Regions from separate parts of the Pan troglodytes genome. Here all the other regions are linked to region 3. The links are chromatin contacts, called in public Hi-C and HiChIP or PLAC-seq maps. All regions are on one chromosome and are shown on one strand. The core of a region is the stretch at or near the end of the contact, and the rest is flanking DNA. Distances in the headings are between cores, read along the strand shown.

Region 1 (2,901 bases), core at 255-2,754, 280 kb before region 3:
ATGGCAACCTAAAACAATATTCCTGTCTTCTTGAATCCTACAGTCTATTAGTAAAAGACATTAAATCAAGTAATTGAACTATCAAGTTACAAGTATGATAAGTGCAAGAGAGACAGATGTATGTATGCTACCTGAGCCTGTAACAAGAGGGAGCTGTCCTAATCTGGGGGACAGCGCGTATAAGGGAACATGGACAAAAAAATTTTCCAGAGGAAGTAACTTTTCAGCAGAGGTCTAATGGATGAGAAAGAGTTAACCTATCAATCTACAAAGAGAGCCGTGGTTGATTAAAAACTACTAATGTGTGACAGACATTGTGCTTGGTGCTTTATACACATTCTTATTCAATCTTCTCAACAACTTCAAGAGGTTGAAGGTATTTCCCTCATTTGACACATGCAAGCTGAGGCATAGAAAGTTTTAGGTAACTTGCTTAGGGTTACCCGCAAGTTAAGACGCGAAGTGTGATGGGAACTAGAATCTACCTAGAAACTCTGGTGCTGCAACCATTTTTCCTGTCCTGCTTCTCAAAAATATAGCACACACAAAGCATTTGGGACACAGGAAACTCTGGGAATCAAACTACCTGAGTTCTTACCCCGCCTCCACTACTCACTGGCTGCATGAACTTGGACAAGTTATTTAATTTCTTGTTTAATCATCTATAAAAACAAGCACAATAACACCCACCTAATCGGTTACTGAAAGGATTAAATGAGATAACGAATGAAAAGCAATTAGGGTAGAATCTGACACACGGCTGGGGCAGTGCTGTCCAGCAGAAATATAACGGGAGTCATGTACGTGATTTTAAATGTTCTAGGAGCCATCATGTTTTAAAAAGTAAACAAAGATGAAAAATTAATTTACATACTTAAACAAATACACTCAAAACATTATCATTTCAACATGTAATCATTATAAAAATTATTAATGAGATATTACTCCTTATGCGCTATCTCTGAAACCCAGTGTGTATCTCCCATCTGCACCATTTCTCAGTTCGGGCTAGAGGCTACCGTACCGCACAGCGCAGATCCAGTGGCGGTTATCATTTTGAGGACCCGGCAACCGACCCAGCCTTCCATGTTTGTCCAGAATCCCTGAGGGCGGCGAGGCGGTCCCACGGAAGATAAGACCGGCTCGGAACCCAGTGTATAAGACCCCAGGGTTCCGGGGAAGGAGATGTTTCAGCTAAAGGCCTCGGCCGAGACCCCGGCCCCTAGCTTTCTTTAGGGCCTGTTCGACTCTCTCCACTGCCGCTCTCCACACCCACCTCCCACCAGGCCCCTTGCCCCTACCTCTCACGCTGGTCCCCTGCTGCCGCAGCCAGCGGCTCCTAATGGGAGCTCAGGTCGTCCACATTGAGGACGCCAACTCCACAGTCACCACCCATTCACTCGGCTAGCTCTCGAGTAAGCGCCTGGGCTTTTTGAATGCAGTTCCCGCGAGAAGTCCCACGTCTCACGAGACGTCCGCCCAAGCCGCGCGTAAAGGAAAAACTAAGAGAAACGCCCAATGGAGCGCCCGCCCCCTCCTACAGGTACTGCGCATGTGCAAGTGGCGCGCCGTGGGCCTGGCGCAGGCGCAGGCGCAGACGTGGCTCCTTCACATAAATTTTTCCTTGGGCTGGTTTCCTGCATGTCTTCTAAGTATTTGCTTTTAGTTTCCGTGTTTTGGTGTTTTGTTTGTTCGTTTTTTTTTGTTTTGTTTTTACGACAATGCCTTCTAGGGGAACAGTGTCGCTGGGCTGGGCGGTGGAGAGACACCTTTGGCACCATCGTGCGATCTCATGCACCCTACCAGTGGTAATACTGGCGTTAATATTAAGTTCCCACCATGTGCTAAAGTTTACAGATTATCTCAGTTAAGCCCGCAGCCTTATGAGGCAGATATTACTCCTCGTTTTCCACAGAGAAAAAGCCCGAAGAAAAAAAGTGCCTTGTCCAAGTGGTAGAACTAGAATTGAATGCAGTCTGACTTAGAGTCCAAGCTGTTTGCATGTGTTTTTAATAATAATATTTTGTAAACCTGATGCCTATTCAAAAATTCAAGCGATCAGAAATAATAATAGCTAACATTTAATGAGCACTGATGAGTCCTAGTAACTGTTACATGAATCATGTCGTTCTTTCGAGCCCATCTTTTCTTGCCTATTTGAGAACTTGGCTCTAACTGCTCTTTTTTGCATCTTCAGTTTTTTCTTCTCTATTGGATCTTCCCTATCAGCTCATAAACATGCTGCAGTGATTGCCATAAAATCATTTCACGATTTCATTTTTTAAAAAATCCTCCTTGACACCAATCAGCAACCACCGCATTTGTTTTCATCTCTTTATAACAAAATTTCTGGGGAAAAAAAATCTTTACATCCATTATCTCCGTTTTCTTACCTTTTGTTCTTTTGTTTGTTTTTCCCACTTTAACCAGGATTTGGTCCCAACCAATACTATGAAGTGGCTCTTGTTAGGTTTACCAGTGATTCCTACCTTGCAAAATTCGGTAGTCAATATTTAGTCCTCACTTCTGGTGAAATTTGACAGAGTTGCTTGCTCTCGTTGATTTGAGTCTTTATGTCTTGGGATGCCACACTCTCCTTGCCCTCTTCTTCTCAGTTTCTTTTGCAGACTACAATTTCTGCCTGAGCTAAGCCAGACTCAAAGGGTTGATCTGAGCTTTAAGATTGGCAACAAATTGCTCACAGTGTAGTCTCACAGATTTATCTGGGACTCCAATGAACCAGATGCTCATTCTTTTGTAATCACACCTATGTTCTTGGATAAATGAAACAAATACCGTTTTCCCTATCACTGAACAAAGATTCCTTAACTCAGGGGCCAGGAAAAGATTGTTCTAGCTTAGGCCAATCATGACTGGCTGCAATTAGGTAATCTAAAATCG
Region 2 (2,831 bases), core at 139-2,638, 310 kb after region 3:
GAAGGAGAGGAAATGTGTGTTTTCAGTTTGGGAAGGAAGACACACCTCTAAATGTCAGACCTGAGGCTTCAGATAAGCCCATAGGATATTTTCATTTGGGGACTGAAAAGAGCCGACCCAAACACCTACCTACTGAGGCCCATGAAGCTCACACTCCCAGAGAGGTTCAGGGGTAAATCTTGCGCCGCGTCACCCTTTCCAATGAAGAGAGGGCTTTGAAGCTCGTGCCTCGCTCTGGGCTCATTGTTCTGCGTGTAAAGGGCCTTTGCTAACACCCACTGGCATTTTCTAGTACAAGGGAACACTGTGTCAACCTACATGAAAACGGAAATGCTAATGCTCCTGGGATTTGAGACCACAGTGCCCCCTCCGTGTTCAGTAATCCTGGAGGCAGCGACTGGAAAATACATTCCATGCAGCACAGATTCATTTAGAGCAATGTCTTTCAGACTCTGTCCCTTGGAACCCTGAGGTTCCACAGAACACATCAGGGACTGGGGCAGGGGGACAGATGGCCGCTGGAAATGGGTGCCCTCCAGGCCTGAGCAGGACCCCAGGCCTTCCTTTCCAACCTGACCGGAGAACTTTTGCTTCCATTTTTATGCTATGGTTCTGCACACAACTCCATTCAACAGAAGGTTCCCCTGCTTTTAAAAAGAGTTTGAAGACCCTTGGCCGAGGTAAAGGCTCTATTCAATCTATAATTCTATTTACAAGACAAAAATAAATAACCTATTTATAAATCCAGCTTAATTAGCCCTCGCATAAAGTAAAAGTAAACCTCAGCAGAATTCTACAGGATTCGGTCATCATAATTCTTTCTCCTCCTTCAGATGTAGTTGAGGGTCCTTGCGTCTGTCATTAAGCTCCTCACTCCCCATTCATAAGGCTGCCTTGTACTTTGTGAAGGATTTCCACAGACTCCTTGGCTGGGGGTGTGAGCAATCTCAAAAAACCTTCACCAGCCCGTATGAAGTGTCTGACTAAAACGCAGGAGGTCATTCTCTTTTCTGCCAGGGGCAGCTTCTCAAACACAGAAGGGTGGCTCAGGAGAGGGGGTGGGGCAGGGGCCAAGTCCAATGGCAAAGGCAATGGCTTTGGGCCAAAGGGTAAAAATGCTTGTTTTCAGGAAAATTAGAAAAATTTGCCTGAGGCAGGTCCCACTTACACACTGAGTTCTTATATGGGCCCTTTTATATTGCTGTTTACTTTGCTTTTTAAATTAAAAAATCAGTGCCTGCCAGTCAGGGGGCCTCTCCGGCCCTGAAAGGGTCTGCCGTTGCCCCCACCCCAGCTCCCCACCCCAGGCTCTTGGGTCAGAGACTGATGGGAATTGGGCGTCAAAAGGGAAATGTGTGGGTTAGAGGCGAACGTGGAGTCTGCGCTGTTTTTCTGTATGGTAATGGACAAGCCAGGGTGGCCATTCTGAGACAGGCACTTTCTCCTCTCCAGTCTCTGGGGTAGGCCTTTGAAAACAATTGCCAGCTAGAATGACTGAAAGAATTTTCCTGGGGATCCTGAGCAAAACCTCTGAGAGAAGGGGGAGGCTTTCCCTCGTCCTCCCTGATAGATCCCCAGGGCACTGCATTCCCCAGGCTGGCATTTCCCCACTCCTGCCTACAGGTTTGCTGCTGGGGGTGGTGGGGGCAGTGGGGAGGCCAACATGGGAAGCCACTGTTTGTGATGCCTGTGACCCAGCCCAGCTTCTAGAGGGCTGTGGCCCACACAGCACCTGGGGCTCCCGTGTCCCCTCCCAAGCCTGGGGCTGTAGGCTCTCCACCTGCTTCCCAGCCAGGCAGGTGACTGCCCCATGCTGGTGAGAGCTGAGGCCTTGGAGCGATTCAGACTCTATTCCTCCCACTTCCTCCTTTGGAGGCCTCTGAGCCTCAGTGTTCTTAGCTCAAAAATGGGATTACAACTACAATTTGCTTGATAAGGTTTTTGGAAGGACAAAAAAAGAGACAATCTTTATGAAACCCCCCAGTTCAGAGTCCTTGGCACATCATAACCACTCCCCAAAACATTAGCTATTATGAGTTACTACAGTTAGATATTCTTGATGGGAAGCAAGTGCTTCTAGTATAGTATCTAATAAGAGCACCTCCCAGCAGTGCCAGTTGCTAGCTGTGTGATGTCAGATAAATTCCTTTACCTTTCTGACCTTCACTTTCCCCGTTCACAGAATGAAGATGACCATTCCCATCCCACAAGGTGACAGTGGCCCAATGAAAGCAGCAAATGCAAACAAGTGCTTAGTGCAGGGTCTGGCACTTGGCAAACAGGCAATAAATGATAGCTGCTGTTACTCGTGGCAGCTCTCGTGTAGCATTCTTCAAGGACAACATAACGTTATTGGGTTTTGTTTTTCTCTAAGACCTCCCTGGAGCGTGTTCTTGCAGACTGACCCAGCAGTCAGCTGAGGGACATTACTAACCCACCCAAGAGGGACAGGACCTGCCCGAGGTCCCTGTACCTGCACACAACTCCATTCGACAGAAGGTTCCCCTGCTTTTAAAAAGAGTTTGAAGACCCCTGGCTGATGTAGAGGCTCTATTCAACCTATAATTCTATTTACAGGCCAAAAATAAATAACCTGTCTGGGTCCCCTTCACTCTCCCTTTACAATGATGCTGTTTTGACACTGGGCTGGGGCAGGGAGATAATTGTTTTAAATTTTTTTATTCTCATCAAGTTTGAGAGAATGCTTTTAAGGCTGTGAGGTGGTCATGAAAGGTAGAGTTGAGAGGTGAAGCCCGCCATGTGAAAGTGAAATAGAATTGAGAAGATCTCACGGGATCTGAATCACTTCAAACAAACAAACGTTTAGCATT
Region 3 (2,790 bases), core at 31-2,530:
GCCTTCTCAGTGTGAGGGGACCTCAAGGAAATCCGGGCAATACTTCCTCCAGTTCCTGCCCTTTCCTTTCAAACAAACAAACAAAATCATTCCTACGAGTATTTATGGAGCCTCTAACGCACACGCCCCTCCCCACTGGCATCTGGAAAAGCTCAGACGTAGCCAATTTAAAGCGGGCGCCGGAAGAAAGGAGGCGCTGGGGACAGAAGGGATGCCTCGTCCGCGAATGACTTTTGCAAAAACACGTTCTCTTCTGTGATGCTCCAAACAACCCAGGGAGGTGAGGCCAGGTAGGACTGTGGCCCCTGATTTGAGAAAACGAAGGCTCAGAGATGACACGATTGGCCCAGAGTCACCCAGTCAGGAAGCAGAAACCCGAGGATGGAACAAGGCATTGTCAATCCAGGGGTCCAAGTCGCTGCCATCACTACTTTTACCAGTCCACCAAGCGCTGGGTCTGGGCAAAGCAGGGCAAGTTTCCGGGTAAGGTTTGCCAGCAGTGACCTCAACAACATGGACCACGGTGTGTGTGTGTGTGTAGCTGTGGAGTACATTGGTGTCAACCAAGGCTCTTCAGGCAAAATTGTGGATCTCTGCCATGAGTACTAGGTGCGGTAGGGAAGCGGCTTCGTGGGCGACACTGCCATGGTTTGGCGTCCCTAGCAGCTGTGCGACCTCCAGCAAGTCGCTTCACTTCTCTGAGCTGTTTTCAGACGACCCCTTGGAAGATCGTGGACTTAAGTAAAGAATATGAGTAGAGTGCTCAGCTCAGTGCAAAAATTAAAAAAAAAAAAAGTGTCAGGAGCCTTATCCGTCCCTGGCTCTTAACAGTGAATGAGTTTCAGTGTTTCTTTCCCGGGGCCCTGCTGGCCGAGCCCCTTTCCTTCCCTGGTTCCTTCTCTCTCCCTCCTCTACTGCCTCCTCCCTCCAGGCTCTCGGTCGCTCCAGCAAAGTTCCCAACTTAGTCGACATGACGCGCGGCGCAGCCAATGGGAGGCGGAGTTGGCGTTTCTTGGTAGGGGGGGGGGGCCGGAGGGGTGGGCCCCGCGTCTCCGGTGTCTGCCGTGCTCAGTGAATGGAGAGAGCGAGCGCCGGCCAGCTCACCCGGCCGCCCGGTGCCCCAGCCGCAGCCGCCGCGCTCCCCAGCCCAGCCCCAAGCCGGACCTCCCCGGGCGCCACGCCCCATTGCGCTCGCCCCAGGTCCCCAACCCGGCCCGCGGGCCAGCGGGGCCAGGGGGCGCTCCGCACCTGGGCACTCCCAGCGATGCGCAGCGGGGCAGCGCCGGCCCCGCCGATGGAGCTGCTGTTGCTGCCGCTGCCGCCGCCGCCGCCCGGCGCGCCCCGCTCCGCCCGCGCCCCGTGCGCCTGAGCGCCGAGCTCGCCCCTCCTCCGCGCTAACTCCGCCGCCCGCTCCCCAGGCCGCCCGCGCTCCCCGCGCGCCTCCTCGGGCTCCACGCGTCTTGCCCCGCAGAGGCAGCCTCCTCCAGGAGCGGGGCCCTGCACACCATGGCCCCCGGGTGGGCAGGGGTCGGCGCCGCCGTGCGCGCCCGCCTGGCGCTGGCCTTGGCGCTGGCGAGCGTCCTGAGTGGGCCCCCAGCCGTCGCCTGCCCCACCAAGTGTACCTGCTCCGCTGCCAGCGTGGACTGCCACGGGCTGGGCCTCCGCGCGGTTCCTCGGGGCATCCCCCGCAACGCTGAGCGCCTGTGAGTACCCCTGCCCCACCCCACGCGGGCCACCCACCTGGGTCCCACCGAGGGGGCCCCAGGCGCCAGATCCGTCCTTTCCCCTCGGCCTCCCTGGATGCAGTCTCTATTCTCATCCCTTCCTGGATACGATCCCTCACTCTCCGAGCTGGGGGTCTGTAGGCTTGGTCAGATCTGGAAAGAGAGGTCTCGAAACCCCCAGCGATGGGCAAAGAGCAGTGCCTCTCCAGGGGTGAGGGTTCCAGGCGCAGGGCCCGCTGACAGCTTCCAAGGAGTAGCTGAGGAGAGGCGAGGGGAGGCAAGAGCACTGCAGCCTCAAGGTCTTAGGGTGAGGGTCAGGGGTCTGCGCTCGTTAAAAAGGGGGGCGGGCGAAGGAGAAAGCTATAGGATGATGGGCCGTCAAGGCGCGGAGGCGGGAGAGAGGGCCCGAGACTGTTGACCTGCTTGGAGATCAGAATGGGCCAGCCGCTCTCTGGCTGCCCTTGCAAGGAAAGTTGAGAGTGTGGGTGAAGGTTTAACTTCTGAGGAACTGGACAGATTCAGAGTGGGTGCTCGCAAAAACCGCTCTGCCTGGAGCGCAGTCTGGGAGATGCCAAGTTGCAGCCCCGGGTGAATTTTTTATGGCTCGGTTATAAATGCCTCCCCGAACGAAGGGGCCGGAGAATGGAAATGCTGACAGCCCTTCAAATGAGACCGAGCGTTATAATCTTACAAACCGCACTCAGCCTCAGATCTTGGGCTTGGCAGCGAATGGAGAGGCGCTTGGAGAATGGGGTGGATTGACCCTAGTTTTAGCCCCAATTGTGCAACCAAATATTTACTTTTCATATGTCAACGTTTTGGAAACATTTATCATTTTGATCCTCGGACCAGATTCAAAACTTGGACTCCGGGGTGGGCTCCTCTTAGTCCGCAGTTGGGGTGGGGTAAGGGAGTGGGGGAGAAACGCTGGAGTGGGTGGGAGCCTTACTGGGAACCCAGCCGAGAAGTGGGTGAGGGTTTGCTCTAGTGTGGTAGATTCCCTCCGTGTCTTGCTCTCCCTCTTCTCCCCTTCCTCATGTGCCTTAGGGGTAGGCGCCTGGATCTT

Evidence for each region. Hi-C and Micro-C count contacts between places; a contact is called where the count stands out from the background. HiChIP or PLAC-seq counts read pairs in DNA pulled down with a chosen protein or histone mark.
Region 1: a contact with region 3 is called in an H3K4me3 HiChIP or PLAC-seq map of stem cell-derived excitatory neurons, with 2.6 times the contacts expected there. The contact joins the promoter of SPDL1 here to the promoter of SLIT3 in region 3. A contact is called at or near these places in 1 of 1 datasets of contacts at active chromatin or transcription factors (stem cell-derived excitatory neurons) and 1 of 1 other capture datasets (stem cell-derived neural stem cells).
Region 2: a Hi-C map of stem cell-derived neural progenitor cells shows a contact between it and region 3, with 5 times the contacts expected there. The contact joins the enhancer-like site here to the promoter of SLIT3 in region 3. A contact is called at or near these places in 3 of 7 Hi-C or Micro-C datasets (induced pluripotent stem cells and stem cell-derived neural progenitor cells), 1 of 1 datasets of contacts at active chromatin or transcription factors (stem cell-derived excitatory neurons) and 1 of 1 other capture datasets (stem cell-derived neural stem cells).

Annotation. Positions count from the first base shown.
Region 1 is chr4:167,257,008-167,259,908 of NHGRI_mPanTro3-v2.0_pri, reverse strand. It overlaps SPDL1 (spindle apparatus coiled-coil protein 1), which reads right to left and starts at 1,504. Exons shown (of 12, transcript NM_001280345.1): 1 at 1,302-1,504.
Region 2 is chr4:166,663,263-166,666,093 of NHGRI_mPanTro3-v2.0_pri, reverse strand. All of the region lies in intron 4 of SLIT3 (slit guidance ligand 3), which reads left to right. Among named protein-coding and RNA genes, the nearest start is that of MIR218-2, 220 kb to the right of the region's middle. Within about 2 kb of position 1,388, at least 5 of the 24 cell types and tissues checked have an H3K27ac peak or open chromatin away from gene starts, as enhancers often do. A contact at or near this core is called in stem cell-derived neural progenitor cells and stem cell-derived neural stem cells, where this site is marked.
Region 3 is chr4:166,973,785-166,976,574 of NHGRI_mPanTro3-v2.0_pri, reverse strand. It overlaps SLIT3 (slit guidance ligand 3), which reads left to right and starts at 1,280. Exons shown (of 36, transcript XM_016954159.4): 1 at 1,280-1,703. The coding sequence starts at 1,507.